Linked DNA regions of Pan troglodytes: region 1 is linked to region 2. The links are chromatin contacts, called in public Hi-C maps. All regions are on one chromosome and are shown on one strand. Each heading gives the region's core, a stretch centred on a gene start, on an enhancer-like site or on the middle of the called end of the contact. The rest is flanking DNA. Distances are from core to core; before and after follow the strand shown. Region 1 has its middle 270 kb from the start of NSG2. Region 2 has its middle 130 kb from the start of NSG2.

The links. Hi-C and Micro-C count contacts between places; a contact is called where the count stands out from the background.
Region 1: a contact with region 2 is called in a Hi-C map of stem cell-derived neural progenitor cells, with 5 times the contacts expected there. The contact joins two enhancer-like sites. A contact is called at or near these places in 2 of 7 Hi-C or Micro-C datasets (induced pluripotent stem cells and stem cell-derived neural progenitor cells).

What each region holds. Positions count from the first base shown.
Region 1 is chr4:171,959,274-171,965,931 of NHGRI_mPanTro3-v2.0_pri, reverse strand. No RefSeq gene overlaps it. Among named protein-coding and RNA genes, the nearest start is that of NSG2, 270 kb to the right of the region's middle. Within about 2 kb of position 2,606, at least 11 of the 24 cell types and tissues checked have an H3K27ac peak or open chromatin away from gene starts, as enhancers often do. A contact at or near this core is called in stem cell-derived neural progenitor cells, where this site is marked.
Region 2 is chr4:171,819,099-171,826,076 of NHGRI_mPanTro3-v2.0_pri, reverse strand. No RefSeq gene overlaps it. Among named protein-coding and RNA genes, the nearest start is that of NSG2, 130 kb to the right of the region's middle. Within about 2 kb of position 4,341, at least 11 of the 24 cell types and tissues checked have an H3K27ac peak or open chromatin away from gene starts, as enhancers often do. A contact at or near this core is called in stem cell-derived neural progenitor cells, where this site is marked.

The DNA.
Region 1 (6,658 bases), core at 1,357-3,856, 140 kb before region 2:
TCGATGAAAATCAACCCAGAAGAGCCCAACAGACCTCCCATAAATGGAGCTCCTGGTGGCCCTGCCCTTCCTCTCGGTAGGTGGCCTTGTGGAGGGAGAGTTAAAGACTCTACTGAGACAGTCCTGGGTCAAATTCCTTCTTTCTCCAATTGGTGTGACTCGGGCCTGTTGGAGCCTCAGCTTCCCTCTACAGATAAGGGGCACGAGCCCACTCTTCATGCCTAGCTTGCCGTGATGTTGAAGCAGGGATGGGGCCTTTTTGGCGACAACCTGCCATAGGCCGGGTGTACACAGAGCACTCAGCCTCTGGGAACATTCAGCAAGTCTCAGCTCCCGTTCCCCAGCCCCAGCCACGGCGTTCCTGCTGCCCTTGTTCCCCTGACAGGGGAAGTGAGGACAGGAGAAGAAACCGCTTGCCTAAGGTTATGGAGATATTTTGCAAAGCTGGAGCTGGATGAATCTCAAATTCCTGAGTCTGAGCCCAGAACTCACCCACTGCCACCCACTGAATGTGTTGACTTTTAAAGGCCGTCTGAAGATGTGGTTCCCCTGCTGAGCACTGAGGAGGGAAAGGATGAGAAAGAAACAGTGCTCAAGTGAGCTCCACGCCTGAAGAAATCTACTGAGGCTGCGGTGGACTTGGGGACTGGCACTGACTGAGGGCCTTCCACGTGCCAGGCTCCTTGGCATCAACTACTTCATTTGACTCAATTCTAACGCAGCTCTGGGCAGTAGGCATCACTGTGCCCATTTCACAGAGGTAAAACTGAGGCTCCCAGAGGGGTAACCACATACCCAGAGTCACACACAACTTGCAGATGGCAGAGCTTAGATTCAAACCCAGGTCCGCCTAAGTCCCAGCTTTCCCTCACTGTGCTGTCCACATCCCCAAGTCCTCTGAACACTGCCTTTCCAGCCCAGCCAGCCAGGACTGAGACACACGCTTTCCTCCCACAGCTGGGTCTCCAGCTCAGCTCCCTGAAGGTCCTGGGCAGGTGACAGTGGTGTGAGAGGGGGCCAGCGGTCAGTGTGGGGGACCACACAGTGAACACGCCCTGCAAATAGGCTCCACTCAGTCTTAATGCTAACCCAGGGTTCTATTGTCAAGAGGAAAGGAAAAGCCAAGGTTTCATGGAAGATCTCCTGATCTTTCCATGTTGTCAGTTGCATTTGTGCACGGTTTTTGGTCCTTGAGCCACTGTCCCATCACTACGGCACCCAAACACTGGCAAGAGCCAATACGGATTATCTGTTTCTGTTTGTTTCTTTCTTTCCATTATGGGCTGAGTCGTGTCCCCCCAAAATTCCTGTGTTGAATCCCCAACCCCTAGTACCTCAGAATGTGACTGTATTTGGAGATAGGAAGTTTAAAGAGGTGATTAAGTTAAGGCCATCACGGTGGGCCCTAATCCAAAATGACTGTTGTCCTTATAATAGGATATTAGGACACAGACAGGTACAAAAGGAAAGACGGCGTGAGGACACGGTGAGAAGGTAGCCGTCTGCAAGCCAAGGAGAGAGGCCTCTGCAGAAACCAACCCTGCTGACACCTTCGTGGCAGACTTTTAGGCTCCAGAACTGTGAGGAAATAAAGTCCTGTTGTTTAAGCATTCAGTCTGTAATACTTTGTCCTGACAGCCCTAGCAAATGTCTCCTTCCTTCCTTCCTTCCTTCTTTCTTTCTTTCTTTTTTCTTTTCCTTCCTTCCTTCCTTCCCCTCCTTTCCCTCCTTTCTTCCTTCTTCCTTCCATGCCTCCTCTCTCTCTCTCTCTTCCTCCTATACCTGGTGGGACATAATGCGATAAAATTAAAGAAGGAAGCGATGGCTGCAGGGTGGACTGGGGCAGACCCGTCTGGAGAAAGGTGCTCCTAAGCACAGATCCACCCCCACACGCTTCCATGAGACATTCCACTCAGCTTCCTTCAGGGACCAGGGTGGACTGTGCTTGGGAACAGTAGGGGTGAAGGGCGAGGCCGGAGGGCATGTTCTCTACACTGATGGCTGCAGGGCAAGGTGGTGGGGCTCCGGAGGGCTCTTGTGAGCAGGGCTGCGGAGAGAATGGAAAAGAGAAAGAAGGGTGGAGAGGGAGGGCCAGGAGATGCCTGCCTCCTACCCCCAAATCTCTAAAATTCTACTCAATCTCACAAAAGGAAATCTACCATGGATTTCCTAATGGTGCTGACAAAGCGGCTACCATCAGGGTCAGGGGGAGACAAAGACCCCGCCAGCTGGTGCAGGAGGTGAGGAGTGGGTGTGCGGGGAAACCGGGTGGGGCAAGTCGCTAGGAGGCCTCGACCGGCGCCCGAGCCACGTGTGTGCACAAATAACACCACAATCAGCGCCCCCACACCCAGTGAACCGGTGCGCGCTTCCTCCCATTGCAGCAGCGGGAGACTCAGGCTCTGAGCAGGCTGGGGAGCCGGCCCTTGCCGCCAGCGAGCTGCAGGGCTGGGACTCGACCCTCGGCTCACCAGGTTCCCTGCGCGGCCCTGGCATCGTGGCCACCCGCTCTGGAAGCCGGGGCTTCAGACTCTCTTCTCTCCAGCAAGCCTGGGCCGCAGAAGCCGGGACCGCAAAACAAAGGAGCTCGCGTTTGCGGGGAGCGGCCTGGCCACCAGGGGGCAGCGTGCGTCCTCCGATGCCACAGCTGGGCCGCCTTTGTCGCGGTGCAGCCCGGCCCGCACCCCGCAGCTGCCCGTCCGGGGACCCTCACAGGCCCCCGAGCCCCCGCGCCCCCGCGCGCCCGGGTCTGCCTCCTGAGCTGCTCCTGCCGCCAGCCCTTCCCCCCTTTGACTGGCGGATTGAATGTCGGCCGTCCCTCTGGGCCTAGCTGGAAGATCTGCCCACGCAGCCTTCCTTCGGCTTCGGCAGAGACAGGCATCCGCCGCCGCCGGGCCGCAGCCCACCCGCCCCTCCAGCAGCCCCCGCTCTGCGGTGAAAGTCTTCCCAGCGTCCAGTGCAGCGCAAATGCAGATGCCAGCATCCCAGTGCCGTCTAGATGGAGCCAAGACGCCTGCAGAAATACGGGGGCTGCCGGGCCTCCTGGGTCAGGAGAGCTGTAGGGCCCATGTCTGTCCCATGCTGGCTACACCGGGCTGGGCGCTGGGAAGGTCCGTTTAGTTTACGGATCTTTCTCCACCAGCCCACGGCAGCCTCCTTGGGCCAGGACCACGTCTGAGTCGCCCCTGTCCCCCCAGGCCCAGCTTGGTGCTTGCTGGTCGAGACCTCTGTGGGTTCCCAGGGGTGCCCTGGGGGACCCTCTCAGGCATGGCCCCCTTTTGAGGGGGGCCCGCCCTCCCGTGTTTCTCCTGGTCTGGGGCGCCTGTGCTTCGAGTCCTCTGTACACCCAAGGAACCCTCCGCTGAGGCAACATGGCAATCAGCAGAGTTGGGATCTCAACCCCGGCTGGCTGTTCCCATGGGTGCTGCGAACCCCAGCCTCCTGTCCCCGCCCCCGGGCCTCCTCACACACAGAGGGAAGAGTGTGCCGCTGCTCTGCACCGAAGCTTACACCCAGCTGGAAGATGTCCTTCGTGCGCATTTCCTCATTTCACCCTCAAAAAGCCCCGCAAAGTCGAAACGCTGCCACGCCCATTCCACAGATGAGGACGCTAAGGCCCAGAGCTGGGGAGAAACCCGCACAAGCTCAGCCTCCTGGCGGGGCCTCCCAGAGCTCTGCACCCTTCCTGGAACCTGCCCACCCCCATTTGCTGTCCCCTGCCCTCTGATTCTGAAGCATTCTCCTGCCCTCTCTCTCAGCCCCCCGTCTGTTTCCTGAGAGGGTGACACAATATGTTCTTGTATAGTTTCTCATGACTGCTACTGCCTGTCTTTCCTCAATTCTGAGCGCCATCCAGGCAGGAACCATGCTAATTTTGTTCACCATCCTATTCCTGCTCATAGCAGTTTGCCTGACACATAGTAGCTATTCAATGAAATGTGTTGAACGAATGACTGAAAATTCAAAACATCCTTGAGGGAGTATGTTATATCATCCTCATCACCACCCCATGTTACAGATAAGGAAGGAATCTGAGCTCGGAATTAGAGCTGGAATTTAAAAGAAGGAAAATTTCGGATACAAATTAATCAAGAAGTCTATCAAAGTATTGTATTTGGTTAAAGAGTTTATAAATATGATATTACACATATGTATATTGCAGATACCCAGCGTGCGTTAATAACAGAAATAGAACGGACAAAAATAGTCAACTTGATGAAACGCACCACATGAAGACAAAGGTGACGGACAGAGGAGGCTTTGGAGCGTTTACGATGCTGTTACGATGGGTGTGCTGTGAGCCAACAACACAGTTGGAATTTGACCGAGTGGAGCAGAGAGCCAGGCTGAGGCTAAAATGTCCCAGCACTGTGCGGGCTTCCCTGGTCATGCCCCCCTCCTGCTGCTAATGGATTTATGAAAATAGTAACACAAGCTACAGGTAAATAAGTAATCAGCCGGGCCCTGCCAGCGGTAGCCTTGCTAGCTACACCTAGAAGAGAGGTTGGGAGAGTTTGCAGTGAATTTGAGTTGCTCATGAAATGCCTGTACTGAACGGTGGGTTTGGAGCCCTTAAGAGACCCCATGCCTGCTGGGCATGGTGGCTCACACCTGTAATCCCAGCAGTTTGGGAGGCTGAGGCGGGCAGATCACCAGGTCAAGAGATCGAGACCATCCTGGTCAACATGGTGAAACTCCGTCGCTACTAAAAAAAATACAAAAATTAGCTGGGCGTGGTGGCTCACACTGTAGTCCTAGCTACTGGGGAGGTTGAGGCAGGAGAATGGCTTGAACCTGGGAGGTGGAGATTGCAGTGAGCCAAGATTGCACCACTGCACTCCAGCCTGGCGACAGAGTGAGACTCTGCAAAAAAAAAAAAAAAGAGAGAGACCCCATGCCTGCTGGGGCACCCTCTTATACACTGCCCTGTGGAATGAGTTCAGATGGTCTCCATTTATGAGTGAGAGGAAGTCATGGAGGGAGAGAAAGGGTCCGCAAAGAGAAGGGACTCCGCTGGCCTTGGCCTCACAGCAGGTGGCAGGGAGAGGGCACCCACCCAGCTCTGCACAGCTGCCTAGGCTGAAAACTGTTCCCGGGGCAGGGCAGGAGCTGAATCCTAGCAGGCTTTGCCATCTCCAGCTCCAGTCGCGTGCCATGAATTATTCCTCCAGCATCAGGGACACTGTCCAAGCCTGGCGACATGACGGGTTTTTAATTTATGACGCTTCCCAAAAGGAGGCTGCTGGAGGCCGAACTGTGAGCCACTCGGGAGAGCCTGCCGTCCTTACGCCCTCTGCACATTTGTCAACCCCACAGCACAGGCCAGGCCCTGGGCTCAGAGCCCCGTGAGCAACCTCAGGGGAGACAAAAGAGCTGAATTCAGACCTCTGATTTGCCTCTTACTAGCTGTGTGATGTGGGGGAAGCTACTAGGCCTCTCTGGGCACTTGTCCTCATTTGAGAAACGGGCCAACCACTCACAAGGTTTGGGTGTCATGTCGATGAGAAATTGTATGTGAAATGGAAATACGCCTGATGCCATCAAGGCAAAAGGACTACTAGGCTTCTGGCCTCCAAGCCAAGGCTTTCTCCAGATCAAAAGGCAGAGATAGTAGCGGCGTGGGGAGGGGTGGGGGACAAGCCGTGGGGCCTTTGAATGCTGGGCACTGAACTTGGATTTGATCCTAGGGGGCAGGGAGTGTTTGAAAGGAAGTGTTCAGGTTTGCATTTCAGGAAAGGCTCACGGGAGGCTGGAGTCTGGGCGAGGCAGGCACGGGAGATAAGCAGGTAGGTGTCTGCCAGGGTGATGGGGGAAGCTGGGGAACACAGGAGCAGGGCCACGGACCTCAGAGCTGCTCTGTTTCCATTCATGTCCCTATTATGGGTCACATTTGTGCTGCGCCAGGGAAGACCCACACCCCCTGGCTCTCTGCAATTTGGGGGCCTCCTCACTTGGCTTTTACCCTAATCTTTGAACCTGCCTCTTTCTGTCCATTCCCTGTGAAACATCAGAATTTAAACATTTTCTTTTGAAGGAGGCTGTGTGGTATCCAGAAGGGGAACTGAGGAAAATGTCCTGAGTTTCACTTCCCACTATTCCTACTATTCACACTGTACCTTGGGCAAGGATCTCGGGTTGGGAGAGTATCCGGGTTAACCAGGGGGACCCAGTGGCCTCAGAAAGGTCCCCCTGAAAGGGAGGCGGGAGAGAGAGATGAAGATTCTATGCCGCTGGGCTTTGGAGATGAAGGGAGAAGCTACGAGTGGAGGAATGTAGGCAGCCTCTAGAAGCTAGAAAAGACGATGGAAAGCATTCTCTCCTAGAGCTTCCACAAGGAACGTAGCCCTGTGATACCTTAATTTTAGCCATTGAGACCCGTTTTGTACTCCTGATCTCCAGAACTACAAGAGAATAAATGGATATTGTTTTTAGGCAGTACATTCATATGTTACAGCAACAGTAAGAACATAATGCCTCCTCTCTCTCTCTGGGCCTCAGTTTCCCCACCAGGGTTGTGGACACAGGGCATGCTTCATGCTCAGGCTCTGTTGAGTGGGACCCAAGGCTGTATGGAGACCAAGCCGACCTTTCCCGCTCAGGACACCTGGACTGTCCCGGTGCCCACCATGGTAAAGGCCGATGCCTGTCCCATGGGTTG
Region 2 (6,978 bases), core at 3,092-5,591:
TCTGATGCAATAGTGCCTGCCTTCAGCCACTGCATTTTACAAACTCCCAGGCAGTAGAAGACGGGAGTGGTCACGGGAGGCACTGCACTGTGGGGATGGTGTTGGCTCTGGTGTCAGCCAGATCTGGGGTTGAATCCCTGGCGTGGGACCTTGAACAAGCCACTGTGCTTCTCTGATGTTCCGATTCCTTGCCTGTAAAACGCAGAAAGGAACAGCAACTCTGTGCACTGTTTTAAAGACTTAGTCAGTTGATATGTAGTTAGTCCAGTTTCTGGCACATATGGAGCACTCAGAAAGTGGCAGTCATTGTCACTATTGCTTTGTGTTGTGATGGCTTCCAGTGTAGCCTTTCAGCCAGAAACTGGAAGGCCTCCAGGGTCGTCAGAATTGCCCATCTGATATAAATCCAGGTTTCCCCACTAGGATATCAGCCTCCAGCAATTTCACTAACACTCACTCCATCTTTCACAACCTTAGAGGAATATCAAACCGATCCATCCTCTACCAATGGCTTCCTGTCCCTCAGCCATGAAGTCTTTCCTTCCCTGTGACTCTGTTTGAGTGATGGGGAGTGGATGAGGGGCTGGGCTGTTCCATGTGGGAAAACGAAGCTGAACGCGTCTCTGTTCTCGTCTTCCTTAAACCGAAACTTCCTCTGCTCAGTTGGGAATTGCCTTACCGAGGAAAACACACATTTTCTTTTCATCCTGTAGCTGTTTCTTTTTGGCTTTGGTCAGAGTTGGCAGAATTGCCGTAGGTTTCCAGCCAGAATCACAAGGCAGTTATCACACATGAACACACACACCCGGCTTTGTTTCTAAATCGTTTCAGCCCCTCTGCTTATACATTCCACGTCCTCTAACTTCGCACCACCTGCCCTCTTTTTACCCACAAGGAAACCCAAATCCAGTTCCGTTCGACAGATATTCACTAAATGAGTGAGTTTCCAGACCCAGGCCTGGAGCTGCTGCAGGGAGACTCAGGGACAGTTCCAGATGAGTCCCTGCACGTGAGAAATGCAGTCTCGTGCAGGTCACACCTGGTCACTCTGCTTTCAACCTTCCATGGTGTGATGGAGACAGCTAGCTGCTCATCAAACGTGTCCTCCTCCTCCAGGCACACAGCTGAGACACATCCCCAGCCTCCTTCACAATTAGGCATGACCCTGTGTTATAGGATTACATTCTGGGCCACAAAAATTTATATGTTGAAGTCTTAACCCTCAGGACTTCAGAATGTGACTTATGTGGAAATAGAGTCTTTGTAGATGTAATTAGCTAAAATGAGGTCAAACTGGAGGAGAGTGGGCCCCTGAACCAATATGACTGGTATCCTTATAAAAAGGGGAAGCTTTTTATACACCCAGAGAATGCCATGTGAATATGAAGGCAGAGATGGGGTGACGTTTCTCCAAGCCAAACCACGCCTAAGATCACTGGCAAACCACCCGACACTGAGGGAGAGGCAAGGGACAGATTCTACCCCAGCACCCTCACAAGGAACCAATCTTGCCAACACCCTGATCCTGAACTTTCTAGCCTCCAGAACCATGAGACAATAAATTTCTGTTGTTTAAGACATCCAGTTTAGGTGACGTGGAAGCCATATGTTGAAGAGGCCATGGCCTCCATCAGCCTGGGTCTCTGCGTGACTGCATGGAGCAGAGCCACCCACCCCCAATACCAACTGGATTCAAATAACAGACAGGGACTTCTATTCAGTAAGCCACTGAGACCTGGGGATTTTTCTGACAATCCTGTTTAAAGTGGCCAGCCCTTATTTCCTTTCATAGCATTTATCACAATTTATAATAATGTTTTTGATTTGGTTACCTACTTATTTTCTGCCTCTGCCACTAAGTAGTAAGTTTTACAAAGTTGGGGGGCACTCCTATTTGTTAACTGCTGCTAGGCCAGTGCACAGCAAATGGCCTAATGCCTAGAAAGCCCTCCTTCCATATTTCTGGATGGGATATTCCTTCTGGTTCGAGAAATGGTCAGGGAAGCAGGCAATGGCTACTCACTGTGACATATAATGACCAGGTTGTGAGCAGGGGGACCACTGTCTTTGAAGGGAAGAAAAGAAGAGCAGAAAACCTCAGCAAGGAACTGATCCCCAATCAGAGTTTGAGAAGAGAAACTGGCGTTTCAGTGGGGCAGAGCAAGTGTGGGAAGGTGTGTGGATAACATCGCACGGATAAGATCGCATTCCAGCAAAGGACGTGGCTCAGACAGGGGCAGGAATGAGTGGAGGACTCTGCGTGTTCTGAGAACAGTAGGGCAGATTATGTGGCCATGTTCAGGGAGAGGTAATACCAAGAAATGCAGCTGGAGAAAGTTGGAGAAGCCGGACCTCAAGGGTCCTGAAAGCTCAGATGAATTTTCACTTAATCCACCAACTGTTGAACCTTTGAGCTCACACCTCATAGAAAGAAACACATTGTACATCACAATCCAGCGCACACCCATTCATGCCTTAACAGAAGAGAAACAGCAGTCTCAAAAGATGGCACAGGCTCCTATCATTAGAAAACAACCAGTTTGGCATTTTCTATTCTAATCCACACTCCATATTTTTAAATGCGGATCTCTTTCACTAAGTGGATTTCACTATAACTATGGGTTATCACCCAGAATTGGAAAAATCACTGCTGCTGGCCATGGAACTGAGTGCTAATGCTTTAAAGGACTGAAGAGTCCTTTGGGTGGACTCTGAGCCAGGGAGGAAGCCAAAGAGACCATGGACTGAGGGGCAGTGGGGCCAGCCCAAGGGAGGCGAGCCTGGCACAGTGCAGTGGTTACGGAAGGCAGATCCCAGAGTGACATCCTGTGAGCAGGGGTAGGCCCGGGGATTGGCAGGAACTCAAGTGCGGCAAATAGCTGTCTCTTTCTAAGGGTTTGGCTGAGCAATGTGGGGGAGTCCTAGGCCAGGCTGCAGGTAACTGTGTGCCCTCCTGGGGGAACTTGCTGATGGATGCTTGGCCGGCATCTTTGGAAAAGAGGGTTTGCTGAGGTGGCGGATAGGACCAGAGGTGTAGAAGGGAGGTGTGTGAGCACATTAGCCTCAGGGGTGGCCAGTGTCTCAGCACTACCCTCAAGAGGACTGGCAAACCCTCAACACAAAGAAGGGCTGTGTGTGTGTGTGTGTGTGTCTGTGCACACGTGTGCACGTATGTATCTGTGCATGTGTGTGTTATGTGTGTGGGTGTGTAAATGTGTGAGTGTGCATGTGACAGTGTAAGTGCATGTGTGTACATGTGAGTGTGTGTGTCTGCATAGGGATGACACATATGATGGCGGCACTCCCTCCCACCACAGGTGTGACATCTTCAGGAAAATATGCCCTCCCTTAATCACCCCTCAGGTGGTGGCCTGGCCCCAGAGCACAGTGGGAAGCTTTGGAGTCAGACAGAATCATGAGATGAACCCCTGAGCTTGCTCTTTACTCACATGTGACGAGCCAAGTTACTTCTTTCTAAGCCTCAGTTTCCATATCTGCAAAGTGAGTGTAGCAATGCCTTCACTGCAAGGTGGTTTTGTGAGGCCCTTCACAGTAAGGTATGGAGGCTTCCTGGCACCTGGCTGACTTACTGGAGGCCATTTCAGAAGGAAGAAGGTTCTGAACTTGACTTAATTCCCACTGGGGCCGCTTGAGATGATCTGCCTCCTTCTAAGCCTCTCTCACTTGTGGACACTGCTGTGGTAGCCATTCACTGCCCTACAGGTCTTTCCTCAGTCTCCCCTGTGACCCTCTTTCTACCCTGGCTACTGACAGATTTTTGAATGACAGAACTAGGAACTAAAGTTCACCTCTGCTCTTCCAAACATAGCCCCTCTGAGTCTCCACATCTGCATCTGTGCAATGGGCACAAGACTCGTCACGCCTCCCTTGGCAGGGTTGTTGTGAGAAGCTGGAGAATTAACACACTTGGAAGGGCATGGTCATCTGCAAAGAAGCTCGAGTAGTGACAGGATAATGGGGAACTGCACGGATGTTGGTGACTCAGGCAAGATGCTGGCAAACTCCCTGCAAAGAATTGGGCACGCAGGACAGCTGGGGCAGCTCAGGACATTGGGTGTGGATGCAGGCTGCCAGTAGCTATAGAGAGAGTTCTCTCTTTCCTTCACTCCTTCCTGCTCCTCTCCCATCTCTTGCCCATATTTGGATTTGGACGTGATTCAAAAAAAGGGGAAGAGAGATTGCCCCAAAGAGGGCCCTAGATGCTCCCAGACAATAGCCCTGTAGACTATGCACCTTATGGCTTCCTATCACCTCCTCTGCCTCCAGACAGGGCCCATGGTAACACCTAAAGCAGGGTCTCCACCATCCCCACCCCCTAATCTTTGCAGCCAGCTCTGCTCCCTGAGCAACGGGGAATAAATACACAGCCTTCAAGGGTTAGAATTCTCTTGGATTCTTGCTGGCACCCAGTTTCCATGGCAACCTGAAACTCTCCTTCGCCATCTTCAGGAATGTCATTAGGCTGCGAGGGGGAGGCTGCAAACAAAGCCACGATGTGTCAGGCTGCAGCAGATGCTGAGGAGGGCAGCTCTGGGGGGCAGAAGCCCTTTTCGTGGCAGGTATTTTTTTTTCTTTAAAATAAAATACATAAACCATTCCATTACATCAAACCAACTAAAGCTTCTGTTTTTCTAAGGAAAAAAGCAACAAAACTAATAACATGTGCCTCAATGCCAGTTAAGGGATTGGAAAATATATGCTCATGTTTCAACACAGACACGATAATAACAATAACGATCCTGCTTGCTTTGTCACATTAAACCCTCCCAACCACCTATTCTATGGATGAGAAAACTGAGTTTATGAGAAGCAAAGCAACCTGTCTAAGGTCACAGATCAGTGTGCGGGGCATAGGGATTTGCAGTCTCTTTCTAACACTGAGTTCCATCCTCAGAGCCTGCTCAGCACTCTGGTACACTCACCAGCATGGCGCTTACAGGAGACAGTGGCCATGTCATAAGCACCTGATTCAGGACCCCGGTGGGGAGAAGGGAAGGGGTACTGGATGCCTTGTTCACTTTCCATCCTCAGGCTGTGGTGCTGATGCAAACCTTCAGCCTGTGCCACTTCCCTTGTGAGGTCTTTCCTCTCCACCTCCATGCAGATGTAAGAGCACCCTCCTCTCAGCCTTTAAAATATTTAGACTTATAGCACTTACCTCATTTACCGAAATTATTTACTAACATATTTGTCCTCCACTAGACTGGAATGCTTTGAGGGCAGAGACTGCATCTGGTTCATTACTGTGATTCAAGCATGTAGCAGGTGCTCGGGAATTTGTGAATGGTTGACTGGCACATGCACCCACACACATGCAGATGGACAGTGAAAAAACGAAAGCATGCAAATGTGAGCAAAAGTTGTTTAAAGCTAAGCCAATGAGAGATGGTACTGGGATGAGTTATTTTTCTATTTGAAAATCTCTTTGGAGTTTTTGGAACACAATTTGCATGATATAAACAAGTCTGATCTGTTGTTGCACCAGTGACCAGGCTCATAGCATGGCTATCTAGGCATGCTCAAGGACTGGAGGCATCTTGTCTTATCTTGTTAAGCACCATTAACATCTCTGGATAGTCTACCCACTTAGAGAAAAATCTATGGCCTTAAATGCATTTATTAGAAAACCACAAGGTTGACAAGAAGGGGCCTTAGCATGCATCTTTTAAAAAAAGGCAGAAAAGAACAAAATAACCCACTGTCTAAAGCACGGGTCCCCAACGCCGGGTCCACTAGGAACGAGGCCACAGAGCAGGAAGTGAGTGGCAGGTGAACGAGCGTTACAGCCTGATCTCTACCTCTTGTGAGATCAGCAGCAGTATTAGATTCTTATAGGAGTGCAAACCCTATTACGAACTGTGCTTGTGAGGGATCCAGGTTGCACACTCCTTACGAGAATCTAATGCTTGATGATCTGAGGTGAAACAGTTTCATCCCAAAACCATTCTTCCCCCCACTCCCCACCCCATCCATGGAAAAATTGTCTTCCATGAAACTGGTCCCTGGTGCCAAAAAGGTTGGGGACCACTGCTCTAAAGGAAGCAATTTAAAAGGATGAAAGCAGAAATTAATAAAATAGAACACAAGCAAAACAAAATCAGTAGATTTGATCAATACAACCAACGATGGTTCTCTAAAAAGATTAATATAATAAACAAATTTCTGGCAATTCTTATTTTAAAAAACCCAGAAAGACCATTTTAAAAAATAGCTTAGAAATGACAGAAGGAAAGGAACCCTTACAGATAAAGGTGATATTAGAAATGTATGTAAGAATGCTTGGTACAACTTACTGTCAATAAATGTGAGCATCTAGATAAAATGAATTATTTCTTAGGAAAATATAAATTATAAAAATAATTTCAAGAAGAGATAGAAAACCTAAATAGATTAATAAACATAGAAGAAATTAGAAAGTTAGCCAAAGATCTACTCCTTAAAAAGGAAGTAAACTCAGATAATTTATGGCAAGTCTTACCAAATTTTCAAAAAAACTTGTAATTTATGATACATAAACTGAACATCAAATAAGGTGAAATCATTTCTCCTTCATCTCTGAGAAAAACTCTTGACATCAAAACTGAAAAAGTAAATAGTAGGCTATATTCACTAAGAAACATAGATATAACATGACCAATCAAATATTAGCAAATTAAACCTAGCAATATATTAAAATAATAATGCCAAGGATATTTTACTATGTAATACTTTTAAAATATTAATATTAACACAAATGTTAATATTAATACAAATTCCTAACATATTAGATTACAGAAGAAAATACCAAAATTAATAAAAATATTAATGCTATTATATTAATATTAATAAAAATATTAATATTTATACTATTATATTAATATTAATAAAAATATTAATATTTTTATTAATTTGGGTATTAATATTTATATTAATTATATAATTAATATATAATATATTAATACTAATGCATTAATATTG